Linked DNA regions of Hordeum vulgare: region 2 is linked to region 1. A link is a contact called in public Hi-C data. All regions are on one chromosome and are shown on one strand. Each heading gives the region's core, a stretch centred on a gene start, on an enhancer-like site or on the middle of the called end of the contact. The rest is flanking DNA. Distances are from core to core; before and after follow the strand shown.

Evidence for each region. A called contact is a pair of places that touch in the nucleus more often than the background predicts.
Region 2: a contact with region 1 is called in a Hi-C map of seedling, with 7 times the contacts expected there. The contact joins the promoter of LOC123426572 here to the promoter of LOC123426570 in region 1. A contact is called at or near these places in 6 of 6 Hi-C or Micro-C datasets (leaf, seedling and an unstated tissue) and 1 of 1 datasets of contacts at active chromatin or transcription factors (embryo).

Annotation. Positions count from the first base shown.
Region 1 is chr2H:440,905,383-440,911,849 of MorexV3_pseudomolecules_assembly, forward strand. It overlaps LOC123426570 (histone H2A.Z-specific chaperone CHZ1-like), which reads right to left and starts at 1,846. Exons shown (of 1, transcript XM_045110429.1): 1 at 1,030-1,846. The coding sequence starts at 1,736. The coding sequence ends at 1,257.
Region 2 is chr2H:441,126,419-441,133,394 of MorexV3_pseudomolecules_assembly, forward strand. It overlaps LOC123426572 (protein TIFY 9-like), which reads left to right and starts at 5,163. Exons shown (of 5, transcript XM_045110432.1): 1 at 5,163-5,573; 2 at 5,660-5,820; 3 at 6,865-6,955. The coding sequence starts at 5,450.

The sequences.
Region 1 (6,467 bases), core at 596-3,095:
TCTAAATTAGCAATATGACAACTTTTTTTATAAGCGACTAAAAATGCAAGTTCTATGAGATAAATCCATTAGGTATCTAAAATAACTGAAATTAAGGCAAATACTTGGTATGTGTAAAAGGCAATGCCCAGTACACTAGAAGCATCACAAGTAACTGCTTTTCTATTATCCAATCATGAACCATTCTAACTTTCTAACCAAGTTAGGAATACAATGATAGCTACCATCGCTATGAATTGTAGTGCTCGAGATGGGTTACAAAGCACTTTGAGTAACAGGAGAACAGATACTTCAACCATTTTTAAGGGCACGGCTAGCTGAACAGTGGTGTCAGGGCTCAATAGACAGCAAGAAAAAAGAACTCACCATGCATGACCTAAAGGGTGCAACTACCAACTACCTGAGCAATCTAGGTTGAATCAACATTAAAAGAAAAGGCAGAGGACAATCTACAACATATCACACAAATAAGAAAGCACGACATTAGAAATGCACAGTTAGGATAACCACAGCACACTGCATACCCTGGCTTAGTCCTATAAGTAGTACACGCCAGAAGATGCAATATTGTTCCCTGACCAATTAAAGGCTAACCCCAACAAAACAACATACATGCTTGAACCTTTTCAGAAATGCTCAGATATGACCTGTTGAGTAACATAGTGACTACAAATGATACTTCCTCCGTTCCATAATTATTGTCGTGGTTTTAATTCAAATTTGACCTAAAATCACAAAGGATTATGGAAAGGAGGGAGTAGTATACCTAACTGGACACGTTTAAGGCCGACAGTTCTAGAACAAAATTGCAATGCATCAATCAAGGACAGCATAAGGCCCTCCAAGCTGTGAATGTGTGAAATCAGGACAATGTTATTCAATTGCAATTGCAAGCAAGACTACAGCTATGTCTACCTGATACAGAACATTCCAACATAGAAGGCGCAATCCACATGCACATCCAAGTCCAAGCACACAGCATGAATAGATCTAATTATCTCAGCGAGAAAGACCAAGGTTGCAGAAACATAATCCAGAAGCACCAGCAGTGATACCTGTTTACTTGATAAAAACACTTAAATTAGGCGATACCTGCGAAATTAAACGTTGATAGTGCATAAGTTCGATAACTAAAGGCCTAAACTGGATGCAATCGCAGAAATGCACTTCCACAAGGGAACAGTTCATAGAAACATTTCTGTGCATCACAAGCGCGAGACGAAGGGATTGCCTAGCGAGTTAGTCGAGCTGCGACCCTAGTCGCTCTCCTCCCCGTCGCCGCTCTCCTCCCCGGGAGCCATGTCGACGTCCGAGTCCTCATCGTCCTCGTCATCCTCCGCTGCCTCCTCTGGTCGCACCAGGTACGCCCCAGGCTGTGCTGGGGCACAGCGGCGGGTCCGAGACGGCAGGATGTTGTTGAGGTCGACCTCGGAGAGGGGATCCTCACATAAGCCGTCACTCTCGTCGCCATCTCCCTCGACCTCCTCGTCGTCGCTTTCCTCGTCATCGCTTTCCTCGCCGCCTTCTTCCTCCTCATCGACCACCATCTTGCCCTTCCCCTTGTCCGCGACCCGGGCCTTGGCCTCGGCGGCGGCCTCCTCGTCGGTGCCGGGGCGGGCGGCCTTGGCTGGTGGGTCGACGGGAGAGATCTCGGAGTCGGTGTCCGTCTTACGCTTGGCCGGGGATGGGAAGGGTTCGGTGGCCGCAGGCTGGGACTGGCCGTCGGCGGTCGCCATCGTGGAGGCGGGAGCGGGAGAGGGAGAGGGAGAGGGAGCTAGGGTTTAAGGACGCGGGGAGGGTGCGAGAGAAATGGAGAGGAGAGGGCGTGGCGTAAAGCCGTGGCCCAATGCCGCCGTGACGGAAAGGGGCGACGCCAGAGAGAGAGAGAGGGTGCAGGGAGATGGGCCTGACATGGGCTTACAATGTATTGTTGGGCCTAGACAAGGTTTTCATTTCTCCGGTACAACTTTTTCCGAGCGCTGACTATTTCTTTTTTCAGAAAACGTTTTTATAAATGGAAACTCAGAGCATCTATACACGGGCTCCCTAAACTGAGACAGACAGCTCGGCCAGTGCCATGTCACAAAAACGTGACCCAGCCGGACTACCTAAACCGGTAGCGAATATTTGGACGGAGCGATACCTCTCAAATCCAACCCAAACCTAAGGCGGATATAGGAAGACACGGACTCCACTCGCATGTCTATCATACCGGACCGGCCCACCAAGACCCCATAAATATCCCCACTCTAGGTGAATGGTAGACAAAGTCAACACACTCCACTTCACATCATCTCTTCCTTTCTCTGTCCATCCCTCTCTTTGTCCCTGTCGTGGGTATAAGCCTGATAGTAGATGTGTAGGGTACAAAAGGATGGACAGAGCCTTAGCTACGACGAGGTTGTATGAGTTCAGGCCCCTCTGCGGTGGAGGTAATAGCCCTACGTCTCGGTGCTCAGGGAGCTTGTTGTCGAGTGGAATATAGAATACAGTGAATTGCTAACCCCTGCACCAGTGGGGGAGGGTGGCTTATATAGAGTGCGCTGCCCTCCACAACGGTCCGGTGTACAGGGGTGGAGTAGTGGCGATTAAATGTCTACGTTACAGGTAACGTACGCCTTAAATGCTAATAAAGGCACATGGAAACGTATGACCGTTTCCCTCCACGGGGGTTACGATGCACAGAGTGGAATCCAGTCGGTTAGTTTGATAAACTCCGAATGCTAATCTCCAACTGGACGGTCGAGGATCTGTTACCGACTGGATGAAGGGAACTCCTTAGTTCAGTCGGAACTGACTAAGGACCTTGTCCCTTATGAGGGGTAGTCCTTGGGTTGGACCTTCAGGGCAGGCCTATGACCCTACCCTAGGACTATAACCCCATCATTAGTTCCCGAATGGATTAGGGTTGGAACGACGAAGCGATGCTTGAATTTTGGATCCGACTGGAACGGATGTGACTTTGGCGTTGCTTGCCTCGATCCATTTTATCTTTTCTGACCAACGATCCGAGTGGAAGTATTGGTGGAACAAACTGTCGGAAACCGAGTGCTTCCAGGGTATCTCCTGACGTGACCAGTCAACTGACAGCGGCGGATTTTCCGGGATCTTCAAATTTCGGTTACCGCGCGCTCAGCGGGGATGACGACATCGCGCTCGAGTAGCGCCTGACGCCTCGATTCCCGCGCCTTCATCTTCTCCACTGATATCGCCGCGGTTGGTCGGGGGATAAGGTTTCGGGGCCACCTGCCAGTGACGCAGTCGAAACCTTACTTAAACCTCAGCGGCGAGGGTTTTCTCGTTACGCTCGCCAGATCTCTCGCCTTTGATTGCTCCGTTCCTCTCGCCTCCTCCTGCGCACCCAAGCTCCTTCCTTTTCCTTCTCCTCCGCGGACGAGCAGCTTCCGCCATGACCAAGGGACAGACTAGCAAGCTGGAGGCGAAAAAGAAGAGGGGGAAGGCGGCGGCTCCTGCGCGGAAGCAACGAACGCTACTGGCGGGGTGGATCCAGGGGAACTTCCTCCCCTCCACGGTGACGGAGGAGGACCTGCTGGAGCTGGTGGAGCACGGGGTGATCGCGCACAAATCATGGAGGTTGCCGGCGGAGGGCGAGACCGAGCCGGCGCTCCAGGAGGGGGAGCGCGTCCTGCTGCTCAGCCACGTGCATCGAGGTTTCTCCCTGCCCCCGCACCCTTTCTTCAAAGGCATAATGAACCATTTTGGGGCGCAGCTCCACCACTTTCCCCCGAATGCCATTGCCCATCTCTCTGCTTTCGTAGTCTTGTGCGAGTGCTTCATCGGTTGTCCCCCCCATTGGGGGCTTTTCAAACATATCTTCTCTGCTAGGTCCCAAACTATCAAACGACTTAATCAATCGGATGATAATACTCACCTTCTCCAGCTCTGTGGGGGTTTAGGCTTCCAAAAGAAGAGCAAAAGTAGTTACCCTGCTCTTCAGCTGAGTGGGTCGGTTAGGAACTGGCAGTCGACATGGTTCTACTGCCAGGACGTTGCTTGCCCGAATGCCACGACAGGGTTGCCTTCTTTTAGCTTAGATCGACCCGCTCCGCCTAAGCAGCTTGCGCTCACGAAGGCGGAGAAGATCGACATCCAGCCTCTGGTCGACGCACTCGTAGATGTCGTCAGGAGGGGAGTCACCGGCATAGATTTGCTGGAGGTTTTCCTCGGTCGGCGCATCCAACCACTGCAGGCTCGCGACCACGCCATGTGGCACTACACGGGGCCCGAAGACTCCACTCGGACCAACGTCTTGGGCGTGACCGAGGAGAAGGTGGCGTCGTGGGTGCTCCAGATCACAGGCGCCTGCGAGAACCCCAGAGGGTCCCGGCGAGTGAGGGCTTTCTGCGCGGACAACCCTCCTTCGAACGAGGTGAGTACCACTTGTCGAGTGCACGTAACTGTCTTGGTTTTATCGCTTTCTTGAATCTCTGTCTGACGCCTGATGTCGCCGACTGTATTTTATGCAGAAGTGGACCAACTGGTTTTCCCCTGTCTCGAACGGGAACTCGGCTGAGGAGGATAAGGAGGGCAGCCAGGAGGGCAGCGTGGAGAGCGTCGAGTACGTCTCTGACAGTGGGGAAACGGAGGAAGAGTCTAGTGAAGAGGAGGGGGAAGACGAAGAGCAGGACTCGCCACCCCCGCCGCCAGAGCATCGAACCAAGCGCCGACATGAACCTGCAGCTCTCTCGGCCCTTCCAGCATCCTCGAGTGCTCCGCCAACTGCTGCTACTGAACTTGCGGGTCAGCCTTCCAAGGTGGCCAAACCGAGCGGATCTAAACCTTGGAAGGCTTTGCCGCGGATGAGGGTCACCGTTCCCGTCACCTCAACGTAAGTATATTGTTCTTCTAACTTCTTCTGATATTCGATTGGACTCCTGTTTATTGGTCGAATGAATTTCACTCGACAGGGTTGCTACCTCTGCCACCTCTCCAGCACGCCAGGGGGATGACCCCATGGACATGGACAACGTCGTCTCGTCCCAGCCAGGTGCGTCGTAGCGATTACGAGAGTTTACATCATCGCATCACGAATTCTGTCTTCGGTCTTGCCCCTTTCTTTTTCTGAGATCTCACGCCGTTCGGTCTGGCTTCCCTCAGGGGTGATTTATGTGGATGAGGGTGACCAGGGGAGATCTAAGCAAGCTGCGGTGCCTGTCCTTGAGGCTGTTCCGCCAGTTACTGCTCTCGCTGCGGACGTGCCGCCGACTGAAGCGATGCCGTCGACTGAAGCGGCGCTGGTTGCTGCTGAACCGACTGGAGCAAGCCTTGGGATGCCCAAGGAGCCTCCAACGATGCGAGGCCCGTCGAATGTCGAGTATAACGTCCAACGCCTCCCAGAGGATCAGGTGGGAGCGGCCAAGGGGGCCATGGTGCAGGCGGAGCTGATGGCGGGAGAAGCCAAGAAGGCGTACAACTCCATCGCATCTCTGTACCAGCGGAGCTTGGAGCTGCGGGACGATATCCGAGTAAGTGTGCTAGTAAGTATTTACTTTTCTCTTGTAACCCACTGGGTGTGCTCGGATACCATATGATTTTTGCAATGGGTTCACTCTTAGTGAACCCAGTGGGTGTAGTCCTCAGAACTTCTGTCGAGTGCTTGCACCGGCAGTTGTCTTTATACATATTGTCTTTGACGTGATCAGATCCATAATTAATCTGGTCGAATGCTAACAGTTGGTGCACTCGGAGTGCACGTACTGTAAGAGTCCCCGAGAGTAATTTTACTCAGGTCGGGTAGTATTAACCTCGTAGGCATAGGTGTTGTCATGTAGCTCAATAGGGCGGACCTGTTTGAGTTTCAAGCCAGTGGGGTCACTCTCAGTGAACCCACTGGGTGTAGTCCCCGAGACCGTTGTCGACTGCTTGCGTCGGCAGGGGTCTGAAGAACTTAGACTTTTTATTGTCGGATTTGTCTGATTGTCTCTTGGCGCTGGCTGGCAGAAAACTTGCGAGATGGGGACAGCGTACGAGACTCTTAGGGCTGAAAAGGTTTAGTTTGTTGGTGAGCTGGATGCGGCACTGGTTGCAATGGCTGGCATGAAGGATGTTCTGGTGGAACGAGAGAAGTCGTTGGAGCAGGCCCGTGAAGCAAACAAGGCACTGACTGCTGAAGTTGAGCAGATGAAGGCGCATAGGTCTGAGCTGATGGGCAAATGAAGGTGCTGAACAAGCGATGTATAGCGCAGGAAAAATATGTCAGTGACTGGGCCCGGTAGATGACAACGCTTTTGGGTGGTAAGTACTGTTTTCCGAGTGCTTGTGGTATTTCCATTTCACTCGGCGCTTATTGTTTGCTTGTCTTGTCTTTGCAGATTTTTGCATGGACGCTGAGGCTGAAGCAGCTGATGTGGAGCGGTCGATTCGCGAGAACATTCCACTCGGCGAGGACGCCAATCGAGATCTGCTCCGAGCGCACATTCGCGTGGGCAAAGTTGGGCCTTTCATCG
Region 2 (6,976 bases), core at 3,913-6,412, 220 kb after region 1:
CGGGGTGAGGGAGAGAAGTGAGGTGGGTTATGGTTACACAGGGTGGGGAGGGGCTTTTATACTCGAGGGGTATAATGGGTTGGTGGGCCGATGGGTGGGGGACTAGCCGGCCCGATGGGCTGGCCGATTGGGAGAGGCCAGGTTGGACCTCGGCCCAAGGGGATGGGGCTTTATTTCTTTTTATTTATGTTTTCCTTTTTGCTTTCTATTTTATTTTATTTCATGTTTTCTTTTATAGCGGCAACTTTATTTTATTTTATTTGGCTAACAAATGACTTTTGTAAACTATGAGATTCAGCCACATAATTACTTTGCACTATTTGGCACTACCTCAAAAAGTATTGGGGATTTATTTAAAACATTTTGTATTCCATAATTTAGAAAAGGCCTTTTAAATAATGTTTTGTCCATGTTTTATTTATTTTGAGGCACCAAAATTATTTAAAAAAATGGTTGCAATTTTATAATTACTTAGGAATTATTTGTAACCTAAGCATGATTTTGTTTCCATGTTTGACAAAATATTTACACCACCTATTAACTGAATTTTGAATTTCAACAGGAATTTGAAATGAGATATGAAGTTTAAAATGATCAAGCACTCTTTAGCAAAATGATTAGACATTGATCATGGTCATCATTGTAGCTTAATTACAATGATCACTATAGCATAATCCGGGGATGTCAGAGGGGTGAGAGGGGATAACGGTTGGATTTTCTTTCCCACTATATAAAGGAGGTCTTCTTCCCCAAGAAGACCTAGTCTCCTAACCCTAAGCTCCACTGTTGCTCCAAGCTCCATTTTCGCCCGATCTCTCTCCATAACCAACAAAACATGTTGATCTTCTAGGGTTTGCTTGAGAGGGCCTCGATCTACACTTCTACCAAAAGAAAATTGATTCCTCCCACTAATCCCTTGCGGATCTTGTTACTCTTGGCTGTTTGAGCACCCTAGATGGTTGAGGTCACCTCAGAGCCACAATCCATTGTGATGAAGCTTCATGATGTTGTTGGAAGCCCCCAATTAAGTTGTGCAGATTGCTCCAACCTTATTTGTAAAGGTTCGATCACCACCTTCAAGAGCTCCACTAGTGGAATCACGACATCTCGCATTGAATGAGGACGTGAGAAGAATATGATGACATTTTATTAAAGGTTTTTCCATCAATTGCTTTGCATAGAAGAGTGTTAGAAGCAAAAATAGGATGTATAAATTATTTAATATTAATATGGCTTTTGTTAGTGCTTTAACTGTTTGTTTTTTCATTATATTAAATATATTTTTATGTGTATATTAGGTGCCCTCGGGTTTTAGTTCTTCCTCATGTCCCTGAAATCTCAGGAGCGGCCATCTTCTTCAAGCATGGAGGTACTTCTACAAAGCTCACCTCAAGCTCCTTAAACACAAGATAAGGGACAAGCACGTAGAGCATTCTCATCAGTGGGTAGCGAAAAATATGTAGTAATGAACTAATGATGAGTTCCCCTTTCCCTATATTTTTGTTTTTCTTTCTTTACTTCTCCCATTTGTACATGGGAAAAGTTTACGTTCAGACGGCGGATCTCATGCGAGCGATCCGCCGGCTCCTCAGTGCGACGCGTGTTTCTTTTTCTGTAACTTGTGTTGTAAAATTTTCCTCCGCAACAATACACACATTTCAAAACATAAAACGAAGAAAAACTGGAAATATTTTCTGCAACATTGTCTATGTTGCAAAAAAAAATTCAAAACAGCACACATGTTGCAAAAATATAAAATCCGCAACACAATCTGTGTTGCAAAAAAGTTTTGCAATATAATCTCTGTTGCATAAAAATTTCGTAACACAATCTCTATTATAAATGTTTCTACAACAAGGTCTTTGTTGCAGAACAGAAGAAATGATCATCTCGCCATATCCTACGGCTCGCGAGGCGGCAGATCTTTTAAAAAGATCCGCCGACCGACGCATAGCAGTCCCCTTTATACATACTATCAATACATGAAAAATTACCGTAAAACAATTGTTCTACGGTTTGTAGGTAAAAAGCAAAGAAAGAAACTCAGCACAAACCAAAAACAAACTTTTTCTTGAATTAACCAAAAACAAACTTGTAAACCCAGAACACACGACCTAAATATTGCAGCCGCATTTTTTTCAGTCGAGCAGCCACATCCACATCACCTCAGAGCCACAATCCATTATGATGAAGCTTCATGATGTTGTTGGGAGCCTCCAATTAAGTTATGCAGATTGCTCCAACCTTATTTGTAAAGGTTCGATCACCACCTTCAAGAGCTCCACTAATGGAATCACGACATCTCGCATTGAATGAGGACGTGAGAAGAATATGATGACATTTGATTAAAGGTTTTTCCACCAATTGCTTTGCATAGAAGAGTGTTAGAAGAAAAAAATAGGATGTATAAATTATTTAATATTAATATGGCTTTTGTAAGTGCTTTAATTGTTTGTTTTTCCATTATATATCAAATATTTTTTGATGTGTATATTAGGTGCCCTCGGGTTTTAGTTCTTCCTCACGCCCCTGAAATCTGAGGAGCGGCCATTTTCTTCAAGCATGGAGGTACTTCTACAAAGCTCACCTCAAGCTCCTTAAACACAAGATAAGGGACAATCATGTAGAGCATTCTGATCAGTGGGTAGCGAAAAATATGTAGTAATGAACTAATGATGAGTTCCCCTTTCCCTATATTTTTGTTTTTCTTTCTTTACTTCTCCCGTTTGTATATGGGAAAAGTTTACGTTGAGCTCGCGGATCGCATGCGAGCGATCCGCCGGCTCCTCACTGTGACGCGTGTTTTTTTTTCTGTAACTTCTGTTGCAAAATTTTCCTCCGCAACAATACACACGTTGTAAAACATAAAAACGAAGAAAAACTGGAAATATTTTCTGCAACATTATCTATGTTGCAAAAAAAATTCCAAACAGCACACATGTTGTAAAAATATAAAATTCGCAACACAATCTCTGTTGCAAAAAAAAATTGCAATATAATCTGTGTTGCACAAAAATTTCGTAACACAATCTCTATTCTAAATGTTTCTGCAACAAGGTCTTCGTTGCAGAACAGGAGAAATGGTCATCTCGCCATATCCTACGGCTCGCGAGGCGGCGGATCTTTTAAAAAGATCCGCCGACCGACGCATAGCAGTCCCCTTTGTACATACTATCAATACATGAAAAATTACCGTAAAACAATTGTTCTACGGTTTGCAGGTAAAAAAACAAAGAAAGAAACTCAGCACAAACCAAAAACAAACTTTTTCTTGAATTAACCAAAAACAAACTTGTAAACCCAGAACACACGACCTAAATATAGCAGCCGCATTTTTTCAGTCGAGCAGCCACATCCACATCACGTGAGAGCCACAATCCATTGTGGTGAAGCTTCATGATGTTGTTGGGAGCCTCCAATTAAGTTGTGCAGATTGCTCCAACCTTATTTGTAAAGGTTCGATCACCACCTTCAAAAGCTCCACTAGTGAAATCACGACATCTCGCATTGAATGAGAATGTGAGAAGAATATAATAACATTTGATTAAAGGTTTTTCCATCAATTGCTTTGCATAGAAGAGTGTTAGAAGAAAAAATAGGATGTATAAATTATTTAATATTAATATGGCTTTTGTTAGCTCTTTAACTGTTTGTTTTTTCATTATATTAAATAATTTTTTGATGTGTATATTAGGTGCCCTCGGGTTTTAGTTCTTCCTCACGCCCCTAGAATCTCAGGAGCGGCCATCTTCTTCAAGCATGGAGGTACTTCTACAAAGCTCACCTCAAGCTCCTTAAACACAAGATAAGGGACAAGCGTGTAGAGCATTCTGATCAGTGGGTAGCGAAAAATATGTAGTAATGAACTAATGATGAGTTCCCCTTTCTCTATTTTTGTTTTTCTTTCTTTACTTCTGCCCTTTGTACATGGGAAAGTTTACGTTCAGCCGGCGGATCGCATGCGAGCGATCCGTCGGCTCCTCAGTGTGACGCGTGTTTCCTTCTGTATAACTTTTGTTGCAAAATTTTCCTTCACAACAATACACACGTTGCAAAACATAAAAACGAAGAAAATTGGAAATATTTTCTGCAACATTTTCTATGTTGCAAAAAGAAAAAATTGAAACAGCACACATGTTGCAAAAATATAAAATCCGCAACACAATCTCTGTTGCAAAAAAGTTTTGCAATATAATCTTTGTTGCACAAGAATTTCGTAACACAATCTCTATTATAAATGTTTCTGCAACAAGGTCTTTGTTGCAGAACAAAAGAAATGGTCATGTCGCCATATCCTACGGCTCGCGAGGCGGCGGATCTTTTAAAAAAAATCCGCCAACCGACCCATAGCAGTCCCCTTTGTACATACTATTAATACATGAAAAATTACCGCTATTCTACGGTTTGCAGGTAAGAAAAACAAAGAAAGAAACTCAGCACAAACCAAAAACAAACTTGTATACCCAGAACACACGACCTAAATATAGCAGCCGCATTTTTTTCAGTCGAGCAGCCACATCCACATCAAGCTCGATCTACAGAATCACGAAGGTTGCACCGCATCCACATGCGTTTTTCTTCCTTTCCCGCTCAATCTCGTGACTCCCTTTCATTTCCTCCCAAGATCAGGATGCGAGGATCCCGTGCGCAAATCCACGTGTTAAACGAGCCCAACCAGACGCGCGCGCTAGCGCGTGATTGCCCAGCAGCAGTCAGTGATGGAGAAGAAGCGCTGAATCGGCCACACTACTACTCCTGGTAAATAAAAGGAAAAGAAAGGGACTCGGTGACCAGATCGCGGCGCGGCGCACGCTGTCGGCTCAAACCGGGCACCGGCGTGGGAAGTTTCTCCGCGAGGAAGCAACCCAATTCCCGCTCGTGGCTTAATAATTTCCATTGCCATTGCGTCCCATCAGCCGCGTGCCCATTCACACGCTTCTTCCGACGGACGGAAGACGTGCGCGTCTGCCCATTCCCACTCGTCACGAGCTGTTGGATTTATTTGTTTCTTTGACATGAGCTGTTGGAGTTGTTGGCACCACACGCGGCGACTGATTGGTGGAGGATCCATCCATCCCATTGTTTCGTGTAAATCAAATAAATTACTACTGCCGACGGAGACGGAGGGGTGGGTCGGTCGCTTTCTCGCCGATCGCCATCTAGCTAGCCACCTTTCGCGCGTTCCTACCTGCGCTGCCCAGCAATGGGACTTCATTTGATTTGAGAGACGGCGATCGACGACGACATGGGTCGTGGACTCATGCAGCGGTAGCTCCACACCGGCGACCAGTAGCCCCTAGCTCTCGTTTTATATATAAACCGTGCGCGCCTTAGCCCTCGCACTCCCGATCGAGCGTAACAACAACTCCGCCGGCCCATTGCCCATAGCCACTCCAGACGATCGACCCGCGCGCGGGGCCGCCGTACGTACTCGAGCTTGGAATCGAGCATGTCGTCGAGAGCGCCGCCGGTGGAGCTCGACTTCCTCGGCCTCCGCGCCGCTGCCCTCGGCGAGCAACGCGGCAAGAACACCGGCTCATCCTCCTCCTCCTCCTCCTTGTCGTCCATCCGAGGTCCGAATGTCATATCCCTGCCTCTTTGTGTGCCTGTGTATGCGCGCGTGAATGCTGACTGGAACTGCATGGATGCGTGCGTGCAGGGATGGAGACGAGCGCAATAGCGAGGATAGACCCCCAGCTGCTGCGCCGCGTCGTCGTCCCCCGCTCGCCGGCGACGACGGAAGAGGCGCCTGCGGCTCCCAGTCCCATGACGGTCTTCTACAACGGCTCCGTTGCCATCTTCGATGTCTCCCACCACAAGGTGATTAATTATTACCAATCTCCGCGCCTCTTCCATTTGCTTAGTATTTCTCTTCATTAATTACACTCTCAACTTCGATACGAGATGTACCTAACAGCAATTACAATAAGGTACAGTCAGGCTATAATAATTAAAATACTATATTTTTGCTGAGTTGGATGAGAGAGAAGAGGAAAGAGAAGTGAAACGGGCTCTTCGTGAAGAGCCAGCTCTAGCACGTGCTCCTAGGTGCTTTGTGAAAATGAAAGGTGGGCTATATATGATAAAAATAGTACTATTTTATAGCTAACTATTGTACACGCTAGCTATAAGATGGGCTATAAGACTGTTTATAGCCAGCAGTTGGCTATACTATTAACCATGCTCTAAGGCTGGTCATAGTGGAGAGTATCATATAATAGTATCATGCATATGATACTATCGTATGATACTACCTTTATAGTGTTTAGTATTATAAACTAGTACTCGACTAACAAACTATCATATATAACCTCATTTATTAACATGCATGACACATAGTAGCATAGCATTTAACATGTTACGGTATCTACCTATGTTACTCTAACTCTCTTTCATCTTTAATTGTGTGCCACATTAACATGTTTGTTAGTTTCAAAAACATGATACTACCTAAGTTACTCCCACTATGGCCAGCCTAAGGGTCAGTTTTTTTTGATAGCATTTTTGGGTTTCTAGAATAAGTTGTCCCCTACCCAGCTTATTTTAGAAGCTCAACTAAAAATATTTTTTTAAAGCCTACTAGTAAAGTCTTAATTAATAGGCTTTAAAAAAATAAATTTGGTTGGGCTTATAGAATAAGCTGGGTAAGGGGCAACTTATTTCAGCTTATGTTAAAAGCTAGCAAAAGAACTGACCCTAAAAGCACTGTCCGATGTCCAATTTCCAAAAATGAACTTGCATATTTCTTTTGGTTAGAGAGAATTAATGTATATATGCATATAAAAGTAAGCACATGTAGCAGATGTATGTTATCAAATTCATATACTGATGTGGCCTTGGACATCTGATCAAATATTTTGACAGGCAGAAGCTATAATGCAGATGGCAAGGGACGTAACGTTGGCAGAAAGGCGTGACCTTGGCAACAATACACCTGTTGGAAATTCAAGCAAAGGTTTGTTTAAATAATAACTCA